Linked DNA regions of Mus musculus: region 1 is linked to region 2. A link is a contact called in public HiChIP or PLAC-seq data. All regions are on one chromosome and are shown on one strand. Each heading gives the region's core, a stretch centred on a gene start, on an enhancer-like site or on the middle of the called end of the contact. The rest is flanking DNA. Distances are from core to core; before and after follow the strand shown.

What was found. HiChIP or PLAC-seq counts read pairs in DNA pulled down with a chosen protein or histone mark.
Region 1: a contact with region 2 is called in an H3K4me3 HiChIP or PLAC-seq map of bone marrow-derived macrophages, with 2.1 times the contacts expected there. The contact joins the promoter of Zdhhc3 here to the enhancer-like site in region 2. A contact is called at or near these places in 8 of 39 promoter capture datasets (the 3T3-L1 cell line, the C10 cell line, the HPC-7 cell line and 6 more), 25 of 484 Hi-C or Micro-C datasets (the C2C12 cell line, CD4 T cells, CD8 T cells and 18 more), 11 of 115 datasets of contacts at active chromatin or transcription factors (the 230-238 cell line, CD8 T cells, the SCID.adh cell line and 4 more) and 3 of 9 other capture datasets (adipose tissue, liver and pancreatic islet).

Annotation. Positions count from the first base shown.
Region 1 is chr9:123,109,946-123,114,921 of GRCm38.p6, reverse strand. It overlaps Zdhhc3 (zinc finger, DHHC domain containing 3), which reads left to right and starts at 1,728. Exons shown (of 7, transcript NM_001372538.1): 1 at 1,728-1,926. It overlaps Exosc7 (exosome component 7), which reads right to left and starts at 1,691. Exons shown (of 8, transcript NM_001081188.1): 1 at 1,600-1,691. The coding sequence starts at 1,656.
Region 2 is chr9:123,002,283-123,007,644 of GRCm38.p6, reverse strand. Kif15 (kinesin family member 15) reads right to left here. Exons shown (of 35, transcript NM_010620.1): 25 at 3,971-4,075; 26 at 2,952-3,074; 27 at 185-331. Among named protein-coding and RNA genes, the nearest start is that of Tmem42, 16 kb to the left of the region's middle. Within about 2 kb of position 2,719, at least 6 of the 459 cell types and tissues checked have an H3K27ac peak or open chromatin away from gene starts, as enhancers often do. A contact at or near this core is called in CD8 T cells and bone marrow-derived macrophages, where this site is marked.

The DNA.
Region 1 (4,976 bases), core at 479-2,978, 110 kb before region 2:
TCTTCAGGTCATTTAAGATTTCCTGAACCTGTAGAATTTAAATCTCATCAGCACTTAATGTGTCACCATGAAGACTAGGGATATGGAATGACAGAGTCACACTTCTGGCAAAAAAAACAAAAAAAAATTAAAAACTCATCAGCACTTAATGTGTCACCATGAAGACTAGGGATATGGAATGACAGAGTCACACTTCTGGCAAAAAAAAAAAAAAATTAAAAACTCATCAGCACTTAATATGTCACCATGAAGACTAGGGATATGGAATGACAGAGTCACACTTCTGGCAAAAAAAAAAAAATTAAAAACTAAAAGGGAAGCCCCACCCCTAGGATTGACTACTTTAACATTCCCATACAACCCACTGTGCATATACCCCACTATTACTAAACCTGATCTTGAACTAAAAAGCTAATGAGTTGTGGGTTTGGATTTTTATTACTCAAGTTTAATATGAAACCTAATGACTGAATTTTGGCATTCCTTACTCTATATGAAGTAGAAAATAACAGTATGTCATATGATTTAGAAAAGAACATGCTTTCACTTGCATTATGTAGTTTAAATGGTAACAGGTCACCTTACTATGATGACTACATCACAAGATCAACTGTAGGGACAAGGCTTGTAGAATACTAGATTATGGTTGCCAGGAAACATTCTTCACTTCTCTTGAACGTTCAAAAGCAGGACTGAGCCCAGATCGCGGTAGTCATTGTAGCTACCCAAAGATCTAAGCGCCCCACAAGTAAAACAGGTAAATCAACAATTACACCATAGACTACCAGTCTGCTTTGAAAAATTCTTCTCAGCGGGTGGTGAAAAGGCATGCCTTCTGCCAAGGCAGGACTGATAGGAGTTACACACCAGCCTTGGATATAAAGCTCTCCTCCTCAAAAAAAAAAAGCAAAAAAACAAAAGGGTTGAGAATGCGGTTCCATGATAGAATGCCTGCCTAGCATGCACAAGGCCAAGAGGTTCAACCTCCAGCACCGCCAGAAAGAAAAACACTCCCTATTTTTCTCTATTTGTAAGACATGTGTGTGTATATGTCAGCGTGATTTCTCTTAAGATTGGGTCTTTATAGCTCAGTCTGGCCTTAAACTCCTGATTCTCTTGTCTCCACTTCCCAGCTGCTGGGATTACAGGTGCCAGCCACCAAGGTCTGGAGCATGCTAAGCACGCACTCTATTACCGATGCATTTCCTTCTTTCCTGTTTTTAGGGGGTGTGTGGCGTGTGGTGTTTGCTGTCAGAATTTTAAAGTCCTTTTCCCCCTCGGATACACGGCCTCTGTGTGCAAAGTCACCAGAGTCCATTCACGTGCCGCTATTCTGATTACAGGATCTCGGGCACTGCACTCTCAGGTCGTGCAGAGGCCACAAGGACATTCCTTCATTAAACTGCAGCCTCGGGAACTGCCCGCCCGCCGCTCCCTGATGAGCTAGGAATCTCCTCCATCCCGAGAGCTGTGGACATCTAGGCATACAGGACGCACACTCGCTGCAGCACTAAGCCTCGGGCGTCCGTCCTGACCACGTGGCCGCCCCGCACCTCCTCCCTGCGCAATATGGCCTGCACTCGCGGCCGCCACCGCTACCTGCACTCCATGAACGATGTAGACCTTCTCGGCCTCGCTTAGCGCCACCGACGCCATGCTGCTCAGCTCACCGCGCGCGCTGGCGTGTCATCAGCTCGCGCCTCTCCCCACCGCGCCTGCGCGTCATCAGCCCGCGCGGTGGCCGCTCCCGCAGCCGCGGCTGCCGCCACCGCCTGGAGCTCCATGGGCTTCTCCTTCGCACCGCCCCGTGTGAGGCCGAGTCCGGCAAGCCGTGGCGCCGGGTGCCCGTGCCATCGCGGACGCTGGCGGCTGGGCCCCGGGGCAGCAGCAGGCGGCGCGGGACTGCTAGCTGCCTCCAGATTGACGGTCAGTGCAGTGGGGAAGCCCCAGAAGGAGGGAGGCGCGGGGCCCCAGCCGGGACTGGATGGGAAGCGCGCAACCCGAGCGCTCGGGCCGGAGTCGAAGTAGCCGAGCGCGCGCACGTGAGACACTTCAGGAAGGCGGAAGTCGTGCTGCCCATGAGGGACCATCTCCTCAACCCCCTCCTAGTTGGTCCCTAGGATGGCTGAAGGAAAGAGACCATGGATCCCTCATTAGGTCACTGGTCGGGAAGGGTCTGCACCAGGAATGGGGCGCCAGCTTCTCAATTTTCTCACCCCTCCTTCCATTCCAGGGATCGATCTCTGTCCTGTCTTCCCTCATCCTTTCCTCCCCTACTGCCCATCATCAGATAATGGCCCAGAGCTTTGCAAGTTACCCTTGCCCCGTGCGGTTGCTGGAGTATTGTCCCAAAGAGAGTAGGGAGAGTGTCTTGCACTTCGGGATGCCTGGATGGAAGGGATCTCCGGGGAAGATGGATAACTTCATGAAAGAAAACCGACCCTGGGAGGATATGGGACCTAGGTTATCCAGAAAGGATGCCTGCAAGGTGAAGCTGGGGTCATAGTGAGGGGCCCTTTAAGGAAGAGAGGGGATATGAACTAAGTTTTAAAGGGTCTCTCTGAGAAAATGAGGGGAGACTTGGTAGAGACTTACCTGGTGTTCTATTTTAAACAAAAGTAACCCTTCAGCTTAATCATCAAGAAATAAAAGGTGCTGGCCACCCTTTGCCTTTAATCCCAGCGTTTGGGAGACAGAGCTAGGCGGATCTCTGAATTCGAGGTCAGCCTGTTCTACACTGTGAGTTCAAGGACAGCCTGAGCCACATAGTGAGATCCTGTCTCAAAGACACTGCCCCCACTCGTCGAAAAAAGGCTTTTTTTCTCTTGTGCTAACTAAGTAAGTAAACAGAACACTAACCAGAGTCCTCCAGGGTAGAAGGGAAGGCTCTTGTGAGCATAGCCACAGAGCATGGTGATTAGAGTTGTCATAGTGGATTACTGACTACGCTGAGATTTCAACAGTAACAGGAAGTGCCTGGCTATATTCCTAGGTACTGAACTGTTAGCTGCTGAGCCCTCAAATGATAGCCTCTTCTTGATAGACTGGATATGAATTTCCTGCGTCCATACATAATACTTACTACAGGTGCTCCTGAGACGGCTTCCTGTAGGGTTGGACTTTGCCCTCTAGGGTAACTGGAAAAGGTGGAGCCAGACGGCTTTCTTCCTTTTTTGGAGGAACAGATGCCACACTTGATATAGCACCTAGACACCATCTCTGGTTGAACAACTAGATTCTGTGTGAGGAACTGGTGAAATAGCAAGGGACTCCTGCTAGTAGGGTATCTCGTGCTAGAGATGACTGGAAAGAGAGACCATTTGAATATATAGTGGGGTGGGGGTGGGGTAGGGTGAAGATTGAAAAGTCAGAAAAGATACTGGAAGAAAGTTTGACTTGAGTTTAACTACTATGAGCCATTTTCCTGGGAAAAAGTCTTTGGGCATATCTTTAAAAGTGTGTTAGTGGCAGAACAGTAGCATGTGCAAAGGCCCTAGGTTCCCTCCCCAGCACCACACGGGCATATCCTACCCCCGACAGCAGACAACAGGTTCTTTCTGAAGAAGGGTCAGTGTTATCTATTTGGTGACTGATTTTATGAGTAATATCTGGTATTAGGTTCAGAAGACTTCAAGAAACATAAACAGTGGAGTTTATATTCTCTGCTGGAACACTGCTGTCATCACTAGTTATTTTTCCTATGTGATGCTAGAGCATTTTCATCATATTCATTGAATGCATTAGATGTCCTTAAACCTCATAACTCATAGTTCTTATTTATTGAAGCTATTCAAAGAACATATTAGAACCAGAAAAATGAAATACCCAAGGATGGCACATTATATTGTGTTATACCAGTTTGCTTTTTCATTTCTCTTGGGGTTTTTGTTTGTTTCATGCTGTTTTGTTGTTGTGTCTTTTATAAAACCCAGGCTCTATTAACTTTCTATGACACTGTGTGATGCTTGTTGTATGCCAAGAACTTTACAAAGATTCAATTCTCAGAATAGCCTTATGAGGGCAATTTTACAGTTTAGGAAACAGGCACAAATAGCATAAGTGTCTGAGCAAAGTCACAGAGCACATAACTAATATGTAGCAGAGGCAGGATTTGAGTGGAGGCTTTGTGGCTCCCAAATGTCACTTTCTGTAGCCTCTCACAAACTCCATGTCATCTACCAGGGGACCTAATGCAGAACACCCATGTTTGTTATGAGGCTGGTAACTATCCTGTAAAATACTGCTCAGTTTCATTCCATCAATTTTTGATGCTGGTGCTGGAGGCTCATGAGTCCTGGGAAAATATTCTGTCATGGAGTTATATCCCTAGGCCACAGATTTCGTTTCAAAAGCAAGGATGGATATTCTAGCCTGAATTCACTTCTCTTGAATCCTTTCTAGAAGAACACGGAATATGATTAAGTCCTGTCCCTGTTTAGTTCACTTTATCAGATAAAGGAAAAAGTTATGTGCAAAGCAAGGCTAAACGCCAACTCGCTAAGAAGAGAGCCCTCCAGAGCGGAACCTGGGATATCTGGAATGAAGGGAAGGGTTGACTGTGTGATATGCGTGCTTAGAGAGCCAAACATTCAGGAAGTGTCCTAATGACGTTCTCATGGACCAAAAACACGTGAAGAATTAGGCACTTGCTTAAAAGACGTATAGGATTTACTATAGCTGAGGAGTCCAGGCCCTTGAGCTAGTACATGAACCAGATAGTAAAATGAAGTACTCAATTGAGCTGGTTGGTAATTAGGGCTGTAATAAGGCACTAATTGTGCAAGTTAAGCACCAAGTACAAGAGGGAAAAGAGCTGCTGCTAACAGCAATAACATGTAAAGAAGAAGTAAATATGTCCCACCCACCCTGGTTCATTAAAGCTATAAAAGCTACTTAGCAAAAGCGCCTGGGGCAGTGCTCTGAACTCTTAGAACCTCAGCAAGGGGATGTTTCCTAAGGATCTGTTTCCTTTGCAT
Region 2 (5,362 bases), core at 1,470-3,969:
CAAAGAGGAAGTGGCTAAGTGAGACTCACATGTGGAAACCCAATTGTACAGTCCATAGTTGAATGCCAAACCCCCTAATTGATCCATTTGTTCCATTTCTATAACACAGAGAACTTTGTCAAAGCAGGAAAGTCGGTACCGTGCTGCTGGTTGCTGGTGTCTGAGCAGCTGAGTGGCCGCTTACCTTGTGTTGCAGTTCCTGGATCAGCGCCTCCTTCCTGGTCAGCTCCTCTTGAGCAGACTGCAGCAGTCCAGAGTGCTTCTTGGAAGCCTCCGTGAGCATGTTCAGCTGCTCAGTGGCATGGGCCAGATCTTCACAGAGCATGTCCCTCTGTCAGGGAGCAATGTCCCAAAGAAAAGGTTTATTTCTGACTATGCCATTCAGCTCACAATCATGACTATAGTCCTATACAAATTTAAAGTTAGGAAAGGAAATACTTAAACATTTAAAACGTTTTTTCCTGGGCTCCAGAAACGGCTCAGTGGTTAAGAGCGCTGACTGCTCTTCTAGACATCCTGAGTTCAATTCCCAGCAACCACATGGTGGCTCACAGCCATCTATCATAGGATCCAATGCCCTCTTCTGGTGTGTCTGAAGACAGCAACAGTGTACTCATATGAATAAAATAAATAAATCTTTAAAAAACATTGTTAAAAAAAGTTTTTTCCTTTGGTTTATGTGGTAAACCATTCCAAGACACCCCTCTCAGCTGACATGTATGTAAACAGGCCTAGGTGTGATGTCAGTAGATTCAGTTTCTCAATCAGGATTTTAGAACTCATCTTTCCATAAGAACCCTTAAGAAGCAGATCTTACTTAATGTCTCAATAGTTGAGTTTCATGGGCTTACATGATTAAGATATTTTGCACACATGCCTCTCTCTTTGTGTGTGTGTGTGTGTGTGTGTGTGTGTGTGTGTATACATACCCATGTGACATATACAGACGTCAGAGGTAATGTTAGGAATGTTTATTATCATTCACCATGCTTATGCAGCAAGCACTTTATCTACAGAACTATTATCCTTAGTTTGACTCTGGTTTTTATAGCCTAGAAGGTAAATAGCTGTTAAAGATGTGTCTAGCCTACGTACTCAAGGAAGAGCTGTAACAGCTCACCATGGCACTGGCTACTGAAACCTCGGAGAATAAGGTGGTACAAAGTGGCAGAAAATCCCTAATGGCTGCATATGTAATTCCCACTTACACAGCATAGGAACACTCTGGTGAGCACGGCAGAGCAGCACCTGCTCATCCTCCCTTCCCGTATGGACGACGTGTGCACACTGTTTACAAAGATGATCCGAGGGCTGGGGATGTAACCAGATGCTAATAAAGTGCTGCTGCACAGGACTCAAGTGTGCAGCAGAAGACCCAAAGCCCTCTTCTGGCCTCTAAGAGTACTGCATACACCCCACACAAATATAAACAGCAAAACAAAATCCACATAAACAAACAAACAAACAAACAAAGAGATAGGTAGATAGATAGATAAGGGCCTGAGGTGCTAGAAAGATACTCAGTCAATAAAATCCTGCCACGTATCCTAGTTATCTTGTTAACTTGAGAGGAAAGCCTCAATTGAATCGCCTGGATTTGTCTGGCCTGTAGGTAGCACCATCTCTAGGCATGGTAGAGTTAATCATAAGCCTGTGAGTTAGCCAGGGACGGAGCGATCATGCAGACCTCCTCTATGGTTTCTGCTTTGTATTCTGCCCTGACTTCTCTCAATAATCGAGTGTGATCTGGAAGTGTAAGACAGAAAGTAAGTTTCCTCTCCAAGGTGTTTTCAATCAGTGTTTTGTCACAGCAATAGAAAGGAAACTAGTGCAGTCATGAAGACTGGAGTTCAGTTCTTAACACTCATGTAAAGGCTGGGCATAATGGCATGCCGACAAACACAGCACTGGGGAGGGAGAGACAGGAGGATGTCCATGGTTCACAGGCTGAATACTCTAGCCTAATCAGTGAATTCCAAGTCACAGGAAGGAAGGATTTATCTCAAAAACCAGGATTTTGATGGTGCCTGGCCTCCACATGTACCTCCCCAAACACAAACACACACACACACACACACACACACACACACACACCCACCACACACACGTTTGTTTTCCAAAACAGGGTTTCTCTGTATAACAGGGTCCTGGGTCCATGCAGATCTCGAACTCACAGAGCTCCACTCGTCTCTGCCTCCCAAGTGCTGGGATTAAAGCCATCACACCGGCTGACTTGAAGCTTTTTTGTTTTATGTTTGTTTGTGTGTATGCATTTTATGTTTATACCTGGATTCCCCCTTTCCCTCTCTGTCCTTCCTTTTAAGACAGGCTCACTGGGTAACTCTGGCTGACATGGACCTTCCTGTGTACACTTGCTTTGGCCTCCCAAACAGTGGGATTAAAGGCAAGTGCCTCCATGCCCAGATTTCATCAACTTTTAAGACTTACAATTTGAACTAGAATACATGAATTTTTGTGTCTATAGTAATTTTGTACTTTCCTTTTCAAGTTTTCTTTTACATCACTTGGAATCTCTCTGACAGCCTAACACTTGCTAAATTTTCTCCTTAAGATTCTGATATATTTTATTTTTGTGAATAGGACTTAATAATTTTTACTGTTGGTTTTTCAACAATAAAACAGTTCTTCCTTCTACCATGTGGGTTTTGAGGATTCAAATAAGATGGTCAACTTCAGAGGAAGTAACTTTACCCTCTGAGTCATCCTTTGAAAAAAAGTCAGAGGCAGAGGAATTATGTGAGTTCAAGATCAGCATGGTTGGCACAATGAGATCCTGTCTCAAAGAGAAAAAAGGGCGGGGCGGGGGGGAGAGACAGACAGACAGACAGACAGACAGACACACACACACACACAGAGAGAGAGAGAGAGAGAGAGAGAGAGAGAGAGAGAGAATAGAAATAATAAAAAGAAAGTACCACGTTAATACCTACCTCGATGTCCTCTGAGAGGATTCTCAGTCTAAGAGTTTCTTTCAGTTCCAGGATATCCACTTCCTGTCTCCTGATCAATTCCTTGCTCTCTTCTTTGTCAGCCAATGAAGCATTGTATTTGCACTGCAGAAAAGAAAGTCACAGCACAAGAGCTATCTGCTAGAGTTCTGCTCATCTGCACAGCAAAGCAACTTAGAAGTCTCTTAGTTCCAGGGAGAGCACTGCATTAACGAGCTAATTCAGTAACACCTCGTGTGGTGGCTGTGGCTTGGTTTGTTTTCAGTTTTATTGTGTGTGCGTGTGCGCGTGCGCGTGACACAGAGTTATGAGATGTCCAGTGGGGGGGGCTGCATCAGGTCCTTGGAAGAGTAGCAACTTCTCTAACCACTAAGCCACTTCCACAGCCCCACAAAGCCTTGCTAGGGAAGGAGGTAGAGCTAGTGCACATGGCGAAGAACCACAGGACAGTCCCGCAGGTTAGAGAAAGCCATCTAGCTCTGTCACCTCATCAGAGTCTGCCTGTGAAGATAAATATGGATTGAAGCAAGCCCCGTCAGAGCAGAACTAATGCAGATAAAAGCCTTTACCTTGGCCCAAGCAAAGGGCAAAACATCAATGCTAAACAACAGTTACTTCAGAAAATGATATCGAGTCTCAGATCAGAGACACAATTCCATGTAATAAATATCTTCAAATTTAACTAAGACATGTATTTTTTTTTTTCTTGAGTCAAATAAGGAGCCCTCTTTAGCCTTAACTGTTAGTTTATTTCTAGTTTATTTGTTAGTGGTTGGAGAATGGTGCTGAGAACAATATTCCAGGTCAAAAAGACCTGGCACAGAAATGCTTTTGTCCAGAAATGTGCACACTGCACATCTCAGAAATCGTCTGGGTATTAACTTCTACAGTCAAACTTACTGCAACATACAATCTTCTTACCTGTTGGGATGGCTAACAGACCCCCAAAGAGCCTGTGAATCGTGCCCTGCTTAAGCTCAGCATCCTGTGACAGAACTTACATTTATGTCTTGAAGTTCTTGTTTCAGGGTGGCTATGGTTTCTGATTTTTCACCAATTGATATTCTTAACTCCTGGATTTGGTTCATGAGGTTGGTGACAAGTTCCTGACAAGGACAAAAACATTTATCTGCAAAGCCAGTAACATTATGGGGATCATTTAAAAAGATGAACTGTTGCAGTTTCAATAAACTTTTTCTTATACTCTTACATTTGAACACTGACTCCCAGAAGCTGGTGGTGTTTGGGGGCTCATGGACCACTTGGGAGGTGAGACCTAGTTGGAGGAAGTGGGTACTAGGGTTATTGGCACCTCCAATTGCTACACAAGCTCCCTGGGTGTCTGATTAGGTGTTTTGCAATGAATAGCCATAGAGCTCCTTATCAACATGGAGCCATGCCTTGCTTCTCCTGAGTCAGAATAAATCTTCCCTACTAAAAATTCTTTTCAGGGTATTTGGTCACATCAGTAAGAAAAGTAGCTAACACATAAACTACTTCTGTTAACTAGTGGTAATAAAGAAAGTCAATTTACTTTAGCAAATATTATGTGACATTCCATCTTTTACAATTTTTTTCCCTTGGAGATAGGGTTTCACTATGTAGCTCAGGCTAGCTCAGCTTTTAGATCTCTATATAGCACAGGCTGGCCTCTTAACTAATGAGAGTCTTGCTTCAGTATCCTAAGTGCTTGTACGACAGGGTTAGACCATTTTTATATTTGGAAAGACAAGTCACTTTTATTATTCTGGCAAAGTCAACAGTAAGGATTTGAGACTGTACATCATGAACTTATAGTCAGTAAAATAGGGTCAGAGTAATAGCAGTCTAGTTGAAACAACCAACACATGTTACATAAGCCGTGTAAAGGAACAGAGTAAAGGTGGATGTGGCAGCACACGCCTTTCATCTCAGTGCTAGGGGGGCAAAGACAGGTATTCTGAGTTTGAGGCCAGCATGGTCTACATAGTAAGTTCCAATCCATTTAGTACACATAGTGAGACCATGTCTCAAACAAACGAATAAAAAATAGAGAAGAGTAGGTTTGTGGGGCTGGAGAGATGGCTCAGCGCTTAAGAGCATTGACTGCCTCTTCCAAAGGTCCTGAGTTAAATTCCCAGCAACCACATGGTGGCTCACAACCGTCTATACTGGAATTGATGCCCTTTTCTCATACTCATATACATAAAATAAATCTTTTTTTTTTTTTAAAAAAGAGTAGTTTGTGGTTGAGGTTAAGAAACAAATTACCTAATTGAATTTCCAATTCTCCAGCACCCTTAAAGGACCTAAATGCAAATGGACCAGGCAGTTTGTAAGTCATCCTGCAGGACAGAGATGGTACAGAAGACAGGAATGCCTAAGTTGCATTATAAAGACAATGTAAAGCAGGT